Regions from separate parts of the Gossypium hirsutum genome. Here region 1 is linked to region 2. The links are chromatin contacts, called in public Hi-C maps. All regions are on one chromosome and are shown on one strand. Each heading gives the region's core, a stretch centred on a gene start, on an enhancer-like site or on the middle of the called end of the contact. The rest is flanking DNA. Distances are from core to core; before and after follow the strand shown.

Region 1 (5,904 bases), core at 2,160-4,659, 230 kb before region 2:
AACATAGTGTATTAAATTTTACACTGTCCACGGCAGAGAAGTTCGATAAGGAGCAGCCCCACAATATCTAAATAGACCTTCAATTTCTGGGCATCCTTTGGGACATGGGACTGAGCGATGAAAGGGATCACGACCTAGTTTTTTCCTCTTAAGTGATCCCATACATCCATATGGATCTTCTTGAAATTGAGTTCTCACCAATGCCTCACCTTTCAGAGCTGCTTCTATTGAAGTTACTGGAGCTGGGGTGCCTCTATACAAGAATCGTGACTCTGGGAACCCAATGGCGGAGCGATGCAACTGCGCAAACCTCTCTTCCTTGAAATCATAGCTTATAACCTGATTCCAATTCAATAGGATTCAAAAGCTAACTTATAAAGTGAAGAGTTTAATAAGGTATGTAGTCCACACTCATACAAGAAGTAGGAAATGTAAAGACCTTTGAACCCCTCTCCAAAAAGACCTGTTGAAACAGGCACAAAACAGGAATATAACAGAATGCGCAAGGAACATAGCTTTAATATACTTGCTATAAAAAAACAACTAGCAGGTTTAAGTTAAATAAAAGATAAACAAGAATCAAGTACCTTGCACCTTTATGTAACATGTACTCGAAACAATGGGCTTCCTTCTCTATCATCACAGACATATAGAAGCAGAGAGAGCTTTAACTATAGGTATACTCTTTTTTATAGAGCTATTATATCTTTATGCCTTCAACATCAGCTACTTCACAAATGAGAAAAACATGTACGAAGCTTTTTTATGTGAAGTACTGACTACCGTAACTCATGCATATAGACACTTGAGAAAAAACACTCTCTCCAAGCAATTGAATTTGTATTGTGATTTCAACCTTAACTCAAGCTATTAAGTTGTAGTGGAGGACAATTTCCTCAATCAAGTGAGGATGTGTTCTGATTTTGAATTTAATCCAAACCATTGAGTTGCAGTGGAAGGCAATCGAAGCAATTATCAGAGATAAGATTTATCAACCCATGGCATTATTTTCAAAGCTTAACTTTGACCCAATTAATCTAGGACCCATCTAGGAATTGTGAAATTCGTGCTTGGTGATTAAGTTGTATTGAAAATTAAAGGACATGAGCAAGACCCTTTTTGGACAGTTTTAGATGAATCTAGAAATCAAAATTTTTAGCAAAAGGCAAGTTAGACATCTGGACACATACCATTATTGACTCATACCCGAGTTCATGGAATAAGGAGGTTAGTTACTTCAACTGTCTTATGTTGCAACTTAGTGATTTAGATTAAAGTCTATTCTAAATCACAAGATGTTATATGAACCCACTCAAAACCCTTTTGATTTGATTAGCAAGGGCTACACTGGACAACTTTGATGTAAGTATATATGCAGGAAATCTGATATGTGTTGAGAATTAAATGAATTATTCCTGTACATGGCTGCAGTCATACTTATCTGGGTGATCTTTCTGGTGTTCAATGCCCATATCAATGGAATTGAATCATTAATCTTATACTTATTTTGTGCAAAGTGTAGCTCAACAACAAATAGAAACCATTGATTAGTTAACTACCAGTTTTTCTTTTACCCTAGCTAGATATGCTGATAGAAGGTAAGAAGAGGAGGAGCGGAATGTAAAAGTAAGAAAGACCAACAAATTTAGAACACTTACAGTTATGTTGTGTGGGTATGTCCCAGTAAGCTCACGAAACCGACAAACACTAAAGAGAAGATTCTCAAAGCTATCTCTTGCATGCTCCTCTGTTAATGCCCTCCACTTTAAACTTTCTTCCTTCCCTGAAGAGCAATAAAATACAATAACAATGCCACTCAGACGATTTAAAGCCTTCATGCTATAGAAAAAAAAATTCACGGAATAAAGGTAGACAAGAAAGAAACTCATAGAAATTGACTAGGGAGTAGAAATTGCAGTAACATTCATTATTATTGATCAAAAGATCAAGGTAGTTCTTCGGAGCAAAAAGGGAGCTCTTCACTTTACTTGAAGGCATAACTATGAATGTGGAAACACAATTAATCAATAACAACATCTTCACGAATGCAATACATAATTACTTCATAATACAAGTATAGTAGGTATCCAGTACTCCTCATAAGAGTAATCCACAGCACCAGTACCTTAAAGGTTTTAAAGGTTTAGATTCGGATTTAAAGAATAGCAAACATACTGGTACTAGAAAAGGATTATAGGATTTACCACGTAAACAATCATAGCAATCATTATGTATTGTCAAGTTTACATCTCATCCTTCAAACAACGGGAAATTTGAACAAAAAATAATGCGAGATATTATAGTATAAACTTAGGAAAATAAAATGAGTGAATGAGTTTACATACCAAACCATCCTTCGGAGTCAGCAACTGTCCAATAACTCTGCGCCTCACTACGAGGACCAGCATCTTTCCGAGTCTCTCCACCGCTAAAAAGAAGCAAAGCCTCATCATCTAGTGCAGTGCTTTCTATCCCTTCTTTTATGTGAGCCAAAAATGTGGCAGCCTGGCCTGGATTCTTCTGATAAGACTCCAAAAACCAAGAATCCTCCTTGTCAGCTTTTTCACAACTACTGCTTGTATAAACCGAATGCCCAGCAACCATTACAAGATTCTTAAGCTTAGCAAAGGGATAATAACTGCCAAAGCCATCATCAAGTTTCATATAATTACGCAGCACCCTATAGTGTTGCTCATATAGAGATAAAACTATGAGGATCGTGACCCCGAATGCCAAGGAAATAGAGAAAACAAATAGTGGATGTAGCTTGTAATAGTAATGAAGCCGATTAGCCCAGGACTTAACCATTCTAACAGGGTAAATTGATGATTTTCTACTTCTGGTTCTTTTGATAGTTCCTGATTCTATATCAAAGTCACCCCTTGGATATGCATTGAAGGACTTGGGATTGTTTGAGCCAAACGGATATTTATTCATGATAATTCAAATCCAGCAGAAAAGCATCGAGATTTATGCAAATGAACCATACCCAAATAGGCAATTGGACAGATTTAACAGATAAAGATTATGATTTCAGATTCAATACCAAGAAGCCAAGCATAAACTACTTAAAAGGAAAGACCCTGATCATCAAAGTCGCAGTTCTTTTTTTTGCAGTTCTAAGGAATATAAAAAAGGGGTTTGCTTCTCCTCGAACTGTAAACTGAGGAGAAAGAGCAGGAGTAGACTCACCAAAATCCTGTTAATGAATTAGATGAGAATTTTAATTTAGGATGAGAATGATAGTTTATCTGTTACGTGGAGATAGCTAAAGGATTTTAGAAAATCAGATCCAGAGTTTCAGAGATGTAGAGATGAATTCAGAGGTTAGACTTGGAACGTTGAAATCGTGCCTGGTGAGAGTGAGTGAGGGAACACTAGTTATTAACAACACGCTGAATTTTGGGTTTGCCTTTTTTTTTTGGCCCAAAGACTAATCCATTTATTAACAACACATGATGGAATCAGTCAGATTACTGATTCAATCAATTCAATTGATTCACTGTTTGATAATATAAAACTATATAATTATTAAAAATAGGAAAGAAACTTAAAATAAAACTTGAACCAGGCCCAACTATTATTAGGCCTGCACCCAAAAATAAAATAAGCCCATACCCAATAATAAAATAACATAGGTTAAATTTTGCTATTAGACCTTGTATTTTTGCATAAGTTGTGAATTTAGTACCTGAACTTTAATTTGATCATTTTCATTCCCATACCCAATAATAAAATAGGTCAATTTTTGCTATTAGACCTTGTATTTTTGCATAAGTTGTTGATTTAGTACTTGAACTTTAATTTGATCATTTTCAGTCCTTTATTTTTAGAATTTAAAAATTTTAGTCCTAACCAAATTATAACAATTAAATTCATTAAGTTAAGTTCTGTTATTTTTTAAATTTGATATGTCAAATATATTATTATATGTGTAATGCTATGTCTATTTATTATTTTCATATATTACTCACAAAAAATTAGCTAATAGATTTAACGATTGTTGTTTGTATTAAGAGTAAAATTTTGAAATTAAAAAAATATAGCCACTAAGAATGATCCAATTGGTGAATGTGGACTAAATCTATAACTTTACGCATAATATAGGACTTGTAACACCCTATACCTGACTCGATTACCGAATTGGGGTACTAGGTATCATAGACAAACCGTAATATTTAGCTACTTCAATTTTTTTTAACGACTCAGACAACGCCAAATTATAACCCAAATATATATATCAAGTTTATTCCCACACCTTGACTAAACAACGTATTTTGAAAAAAAGAAACAACTTCAATATATTCTATTTATTACAAGTACCAGAATCTTATAATTTCTCAGCTTGCTAGTGTCATACGTTGACGCTTACTATGACTATACCTTAAAATCAGAACAATACACATAACCAATTTCCTCTAAGGCGTAGCCTTTCAGGGTACCCCTCTATACGCATGATACAATTATGGCATCGTTCGGATGAGCTTAGGGGTGTTTGGCTTGTCCCCTTCACATGACCCTTAGTCAGTCTTTGACCCTGCATACAAGGCAAAACCATCGTAAGTTCAAAGAACTTAGTGACAACCAGTACAACACTACTAAAAAAGGCTTTATGTATTTTTCAGGAATAAAATAAAACACAAAATTTAGATCTCCTTGAGTATCTTAAGAAGTTTCGCCGATTTTTCTGGCGTAGTTGTCGCCTTGCATTCTTTGCCAGTAGTTGGCGGACATATCCACTAATTGGTCATAAGTGTGCTCTTCCAAATAACAAATTCTTCCGGAGCTTGACAATCTCCCATTTCATCTCAGATTCCCATTAATAGCTAGTTTCTAACGATTACCCCTTTCTTGGATTGTCTCTGGCGGACTTCCACACTTGGTAGTCCCATGTGGACTTTCCCACGCTAGATAGTCTTAACGACCATCCTCTTTCTTGGTAAATCACTAGCGTACTTTCCACCAGGGGTAATTTATGGGGAACTTCCCTATTAAGATAATCTTGTGCGAACTTTCCCGTTTTTGGCGACCTCCTTACCGAGGAACACTTGGAATCAAGCTTGAAGAAACATTTCGCTACCCCACAACCCATAATGGTTTATACATCAACTCTAGAGGACTCAAAATGGTGGATACTAGATTTTCCAATTCGTTGAAGGAATTTCTCCTTCCTCTCATATATACCTGTGTTAAGACACTTCTATCAATTCCACTTAACGTCACATTTTGGCGGATCCTCTTATTATCCCATTTTTCCGCATTTTTAGATGCACCATGATCATCCTATCATACAACTTGCCTCGCGAATCATAGAGTGACTTCTCCTTTTATGCCCTAGCAGGCTTCCTGGTTTACTGTCTTGGCGGACTTCGTTGTTGCCATAATGCATACTTGTTTGCCACTGGATAATGCCATGACTAATCATGTGATGTGAACTCGATTATGAGATTGAAACTCGATTTATGATTTTATATTCCCGATCGTCTAAATAGGTACTTGCTCGAATAATGGTAGAATTATGAAGGAAAAATAAACAAAAGGGTAAACTTGGATATAATTCACGAATATAAACAAACAAGAAAAGAACCGACGTTATGAACAACATGACCCAAATTCTATAAGGTTGTTTGACACTTGAAAGTTTGAAAATAAGAAGACATTGACTCGCTATCTATAAGGAGATAGGAATCAGAGATATAAGTTAATTGTCGCACTTCAGGAAATATGAGAAGGGAAATGATAAGACCGGGTTTGTTTTCAGTGCCACAAAAATGGAATTCTTGATAAGTTTGGGATGTTCTAAAAGAACAAAGTGTTGGATTGCCGGTACGCCCCGTGGCTCAACGAAACAATTATTCTGACGATCATCAACCACGGATCCATGTACGAGGAACGAATCGAGTT
Region 2 (5,391 bases), core at 2,431-4,930:
CTAAATCGAAGGTTGCTAAAATTGCCATTTCTTTAGCCGAATATGTGCTTGATCAATGAAGGAATTGTTGAAGAATATAGGTGAACTTGGTGAGAGTATTCGGCCTAGTGTATAAATGATATGAAGATTTTAGGAAATTGTTTTGGTTAGGTGTATGTATGATTAAGTATATTCGGCAATATACTTAAAGTGGGTACATGATATTACATTATAATTATTGAGCTTAAGTATATGGATATGTGTATATGTGGTCATATAATGACATCTTGGTTTGAAAATTTAATGATGTGTGATGGCCGGATGTGATAAATAAATTCATGTTATTGGGTTAAATATTGAATACTCTTATTTGTATTATTTAAGCTCAAGAACCTAAAGGAGAGGCGTCCAACAAGGGGAAATCGAAGGTCATCGAGTAGCCGACTCGGAATTATTTTACCCAACATAAAGTAAGTCATTAAGCATGTAGTTGGTATTATTTCAAATGGTCATAATGTGTATGTATTGATGCTGATTGGAATGAATAAATATACATATATATATGCATGTACGTATGTGATGATGAAATTGTTGAATGAAAGAAAAGAAGTAAGATGTACTGAGTTGTTGATCTCGGCACTAAACGTGCGGGATGACCATTTATGACCATGAGATTGGCGCTAAGTGCGCGGGATTAAATTGTACAGCACTAAGGGTGCGATTCGAATATGTTGCACTAAGTGTGCGAAATGAATATGATGCACTAAGTGTGCGAATTGACCATGCGGCACTAAGTGTGCGAGTTTGACTATGTAGCACTAAGTGTGCGATTTGATTACGTAGCACTAAGTGTGCGAGTTGATTATATAGCACTGAGTGTGCGGGCTCAATATACATTCGTGAATCATTATGGACACTATGTGTGCGACACTATTGAGTCGATCGCGGACAGCGGATCGGGTAAGTGTCTTGAGTACGTGGCTAATAGGTGCTATGCTTATACTTGGTGTTGAGCTCGGTAAGTTCGAACCTATGTGACAAATATACTTGAAGTCACGTACATAAAATTTATCGTAGGATGGGTGAAAGGCCGTATAGTCGTTTGATTGTAACGAAAATAAATCGATTTATGAAAATGCTTCAATGTCCTATTGATGAGTATATAGAATGTGAATGCATGAATTGATATGAAATTGAATCGATAGGTTGGAGGAACTATGGTATGGTTCGGTATGGATGGAGTAAATTGTCTTGTTCCATTTTGTTTCCTCTTGGGATAATGTTATTGATAGATGGTAGTGCATTGCTTATGACTTACTGAGTTATAAACTCACTCGATGTTTCCTTGTCACCCATTATAGGTTGCTTGGACTCATCTATTTTTGCGGGGTCGGGCCGTCATCGAAGTCATCACACCGGATAGCAAGTTTTGGTATTTTCTTCTTAGTTGGCTTAGAAGAACATTTTGGCATGTATAAGCTATTACGTTGTGTTTGAATTTTGGCATGTAAACTTTAAGCCATGCGAAAATGGCACGAATGTTCGATTGAGTTGGATCAAGGGTAGGCATGAAATGGACCTAGTTACTTTCGTAACAGATGCTGGCAGCAGCAGTGTCATGAGATTGAAAAATCACTAAAAATAGTAGGAGTGGAATTAATTGATGAATAAATTATGTAATCGAAGCTCGATGAGTCTGCTTTCATGAGGAAGTAACGAAAAGATCATATGGGCAGTATATTAAGAGATAATCAGATTTTTGTGGGACAGGGCCAGAACGGTTTCTGGATTCCCTGCTCCGACTTTGGAATTTCATTAAAAATTAACCAGAGATAATTAGGGGTCGTACCATATATGTACAGATTCCTCTCTGAGTCTAGTTTTCATAGAAATAAACGGCATCAGTATTGGAGCCCCGTGCAGGGAGATATCCAAGTCGTAATGGGCAAAGGTCAGTGTAGTCGATCCCTGCAACTTGGGAGACTTTGACTAATAAACTGTACTAATTGGCCCGACCAAAAATTCTAGAAAAAAATACATAGATGGGCACATGAGTCTAGTTTCTGGGAAAAATTACGGAACTGATTTTCGAGTTACGAAACTCAAGATATGATTTTTAAAACGACTAGTACACAGATTGGGCAGTGTCTGGAAAATAAATTTTATAAGGGGTTAAAGTCAGTTAACACCTCGTGTTCGACTCCGGTGTCGGTTTCGAGTTCGGGGTGTTACATAAATGCTTAGTAAAAGTTTAAAAATGATTCACAAATTGCTTTTGCATTAATAAATGATAGTTAATTAGTCATAAATGAGGTGTTATAAGGTTGGGGTGTGTGTTGGGTGGTCGTTAGTTGAAGAGTCGCTTCGATGGCTAATGTAATGCTTCGAATTCGCGTCTGTCTGTCCTAGTCGGGTTTGGAGTGTCATAGTTGTTTCATGCATATAGAAGGACACCCTTAGAGGCTACGCCTTGGGGATTAATTAAGTGTATCTTTAGTAAAGTCTCAGGTTACAAATTGTAAATAATTATTCATGCTTAATATGGTAGAATGATAGTAAGGACTCAGTACTAGTATGTTAAAGAATATAATAAGAGTATAAATTTTGAAAATTTATTGTCACCCATGGAAATAAGGTTGAATAGTAGCAATAGATGTATAATTTTGTATTGTTTAAATATGCAAGTAAATCGGGTCAATTGAGACACTTGATACCCGGGCCCGGCGATCGGGTTAGATATAAGATGTTACAAAATCTCTCATTTGTACCTTACATCGGGATGGGTGAAGAGTGTTATAATATACGACATAATAGCCCGTTATTTATTTGAATCATTTGCTCAATCTAGTTCTATAGGCTATGGACAATTTAAATTACCTACTAATATAAGTTTTCTTCTCTCATTATAATCCATCAATATAGTGTAACTTATTATTAGTTAAACTTTAGGTAATCAAGAAGCATATATTTACTTATACATTTTTTTTCATGCAAAAGCCATTAAGGATAATCATATTAATATTTAATCAATCAAACATTTGATAATTTTATTCATTCAATCCATTCGAAAAATATTAATATGACAAAGTCACTGCACTATAGACACAAATCCTACTAGTCAAAATAAAATGTCAAAAGTGGTGAATCAAGATTTCCAAAAACATTTATGGCTATTGATAGTAATTGGAGTACAACTATATTTTATCATTGTGAATTGTGTGATTAGGTGAAGATATTTTTAATAATTTAATTGTTGAACCGTTGAAGATAAATTATCGAAAATTTGAGATCTAATCCATTTCACCTCTAATTCAATTTTTATAACATTCAAGATAAATAATTTTCAATTTTGGTTGGTGCACTACACGAGCTGCGAAGAAGAGTAAAAAGGAAAAATCAATGATGTTGAATTTCAAAATACTTATTTTTTGTGTAGGTTATAGTGACGATTTTTTTAAGAGATAAAATACATTAATTATAATAAAAAATCAAATCATTATAAAAATACAAAAAACGAAAAACCGATTTAAATTCATTTATAAAATACACATAATGAGATCACAATTAAATATGGTATAACTCTAACCTGAGCACTCAAAGATACGATTTTACCGTTAGAGTTATCAAATTCAACCAAGTAGTCCCATTCGATTATGACAACTTTAATTTTTGCTTATTCTGGTTCTTAAATAAGTGGAGGCAATAAAATCCCAGCCTAAAGCAAATAAAACGATGGCGTTTGCGATGCAAAATGATAGAATAGCGAAAGGAGGAAAAACCCCCCAATATAGAGCGGGGGACAGGCAAGAGGGTAAAATTAAAGGGTTTTCGAGGGTTGAAGATAAAGGTCCACCCCAGGTCCCTCTCTTCTGCCTTGTTGGCGAGAGGTGAGCTGAACTCAGCAGAGAAGAAGAAGAAGAATGGAGGTGATAACAGAAGGAGTGAACAGCTTGAACATCGCGGATTCATCGCCCTCCAACAACAAGAAGAACCGTATCCAAGTCTCCAATACCAAAAAGCCCCTCTTCTTCTACGTTAATCTCGCCAAGGTTCGCTCCATTCTCCTTTACTTTGTTTGTCGTTTCTGGGTGTTTTTCTCTTGCTCTCCAGCAGTGAGTAGTGGGTAGCTCAGTCTCAAGTGGTTTTTATTTTAGTCATTAAGAAATAATAGCTTTTAATTTTATTGTTTTGGGGCAGAGGTACATGCAGCAATACAATGGGGTGGAACTCTCTGCACTTGGAATGGGTATTCTTTCTTTGCAATTTCTTTCCCTTTCATTTGGATGCCCATCTGTTACGTATTTCCAAATTCTGCTGATTTTTCTGTGGCTATTAAACTCGCAATTTGCTTTCAATGCTCTCAATATTTTTAATTACATTAGCTTTTCAGGGATGGGATTTGTCATTTTCATTGATAGCTTCGACTGTGTATGGCTAACAAATTACGGATATTCCAGGGGTTTTTAGGGACCATAATTGAATTATAAATTGGCGGAGGCCAAAATGCAATTTTACCATTTTACTAATTAGTAACTTTGCAATTCCAAAGGGAGTAAACCTATAAATTTACTGTTTTGGGTCCTTGGTGCGGCCCCTGGGGTGCTCACATCCTGCATTATTCTCGTTATCTTTATGATTGCACTGTTAACCAAAAGAACAAAGTGAAGGTTTTCCTTGACCTTGTCATGCAGACATGCTGTGTGTTCATCTTTTGTGGCATTTAATTTATGGATGTATCGCAATGCAGATCGCTCCTGTCTTAGAATGTTAGAAAAAATTATAGTGCTTAACTAATTTGTTTTTCCTTGACTTTCCTTACCACTTGCTTTTAAATGCTGTCCTCAGCTATTGCTACAGTTGTTACCATTGCTGAGATATTGAAGAACAATGGACTAGCTGTTGAGAAAAGTGAGATTCGTACCCTTAAAAATATTCCTTTTATCTTTAATTTCATGTTGAGAATTCTAACTTTTACTATCATGATATCTCCCAGAAATCATGACTTCTACGGTTGACATGAGAGAAGAATCAGGGGGACGACCAGTTCAAAAAGCAAAAGTAAGCTGCTAATAAAATCCATATTAAGTTACATTCATTTATGTTGCTTGGACTCTTCATTCTTCTTGCCGGATATGCGGATATGCGGATATGATCTTTCAAGATTCTCCAAATACATAGAAAAATTTAGAAAACAATATAACTATACCTGTATCAGACACTCACACCCTAGTTTAAGTAACAGACATTCATCATGTGGCGCACATTAGACTAACCTCAATACATCTGGAAACAGGAGTTTTATTAGAGTTGTCAAAGTGAGAAGGCATAATATGTTGTGTTAATTGGTGGGATAGAAAAATGGGATGAAACAAGTTATTTGTTTTGTGTAGTGTTCTATGTTGGAGTTGGCAT

What was found. Hi-C and Micro-C count contacts between places; a contact is called where the count stands out from the background.
Region 1: a contact with region 2 is called in a Hi-C map of leaf, with 2.5 times the contacts expected there. The contact joins the promoter of LOC107950685 here to the promoter of LOC107950684 in region 2. A contact is called at or near these places in 2 of 34 Hi-C or Micro-C datasets (both in leaf).

What each region holds. Positions count from the first base shown.
Region 1 is chrD03:23,488,406-23,494,309 of Gossypium_hirsutum_v2.1, reverse strand. It overlaps LOC107950685, which reads right to left and starts at 3,409. Exons shown (of 5, transcript XM_041089948.1): 1 at 2,346-3,409; 2 at 1,659-1,783; 3 at 588-633; 4 at 418-463; 5 at 1-339. The coding sequence starts at 2,937. The coding sequence ends at 333.
Region 2 is chrD03:23,263,878-23,269,268 of Gossypium_hirsutum_v2.1, reverse strand. It overlaps LOC107950684, which reads left to right and starts at 3,680. Exons shown (of 5, transcript XM_016885579.2): 1 at 3,680-4,028; 2 at 4,177-4,225; 3 at 4,825-4,887; 4 at 4,973-5,037. The coding sequence starts at 3,900.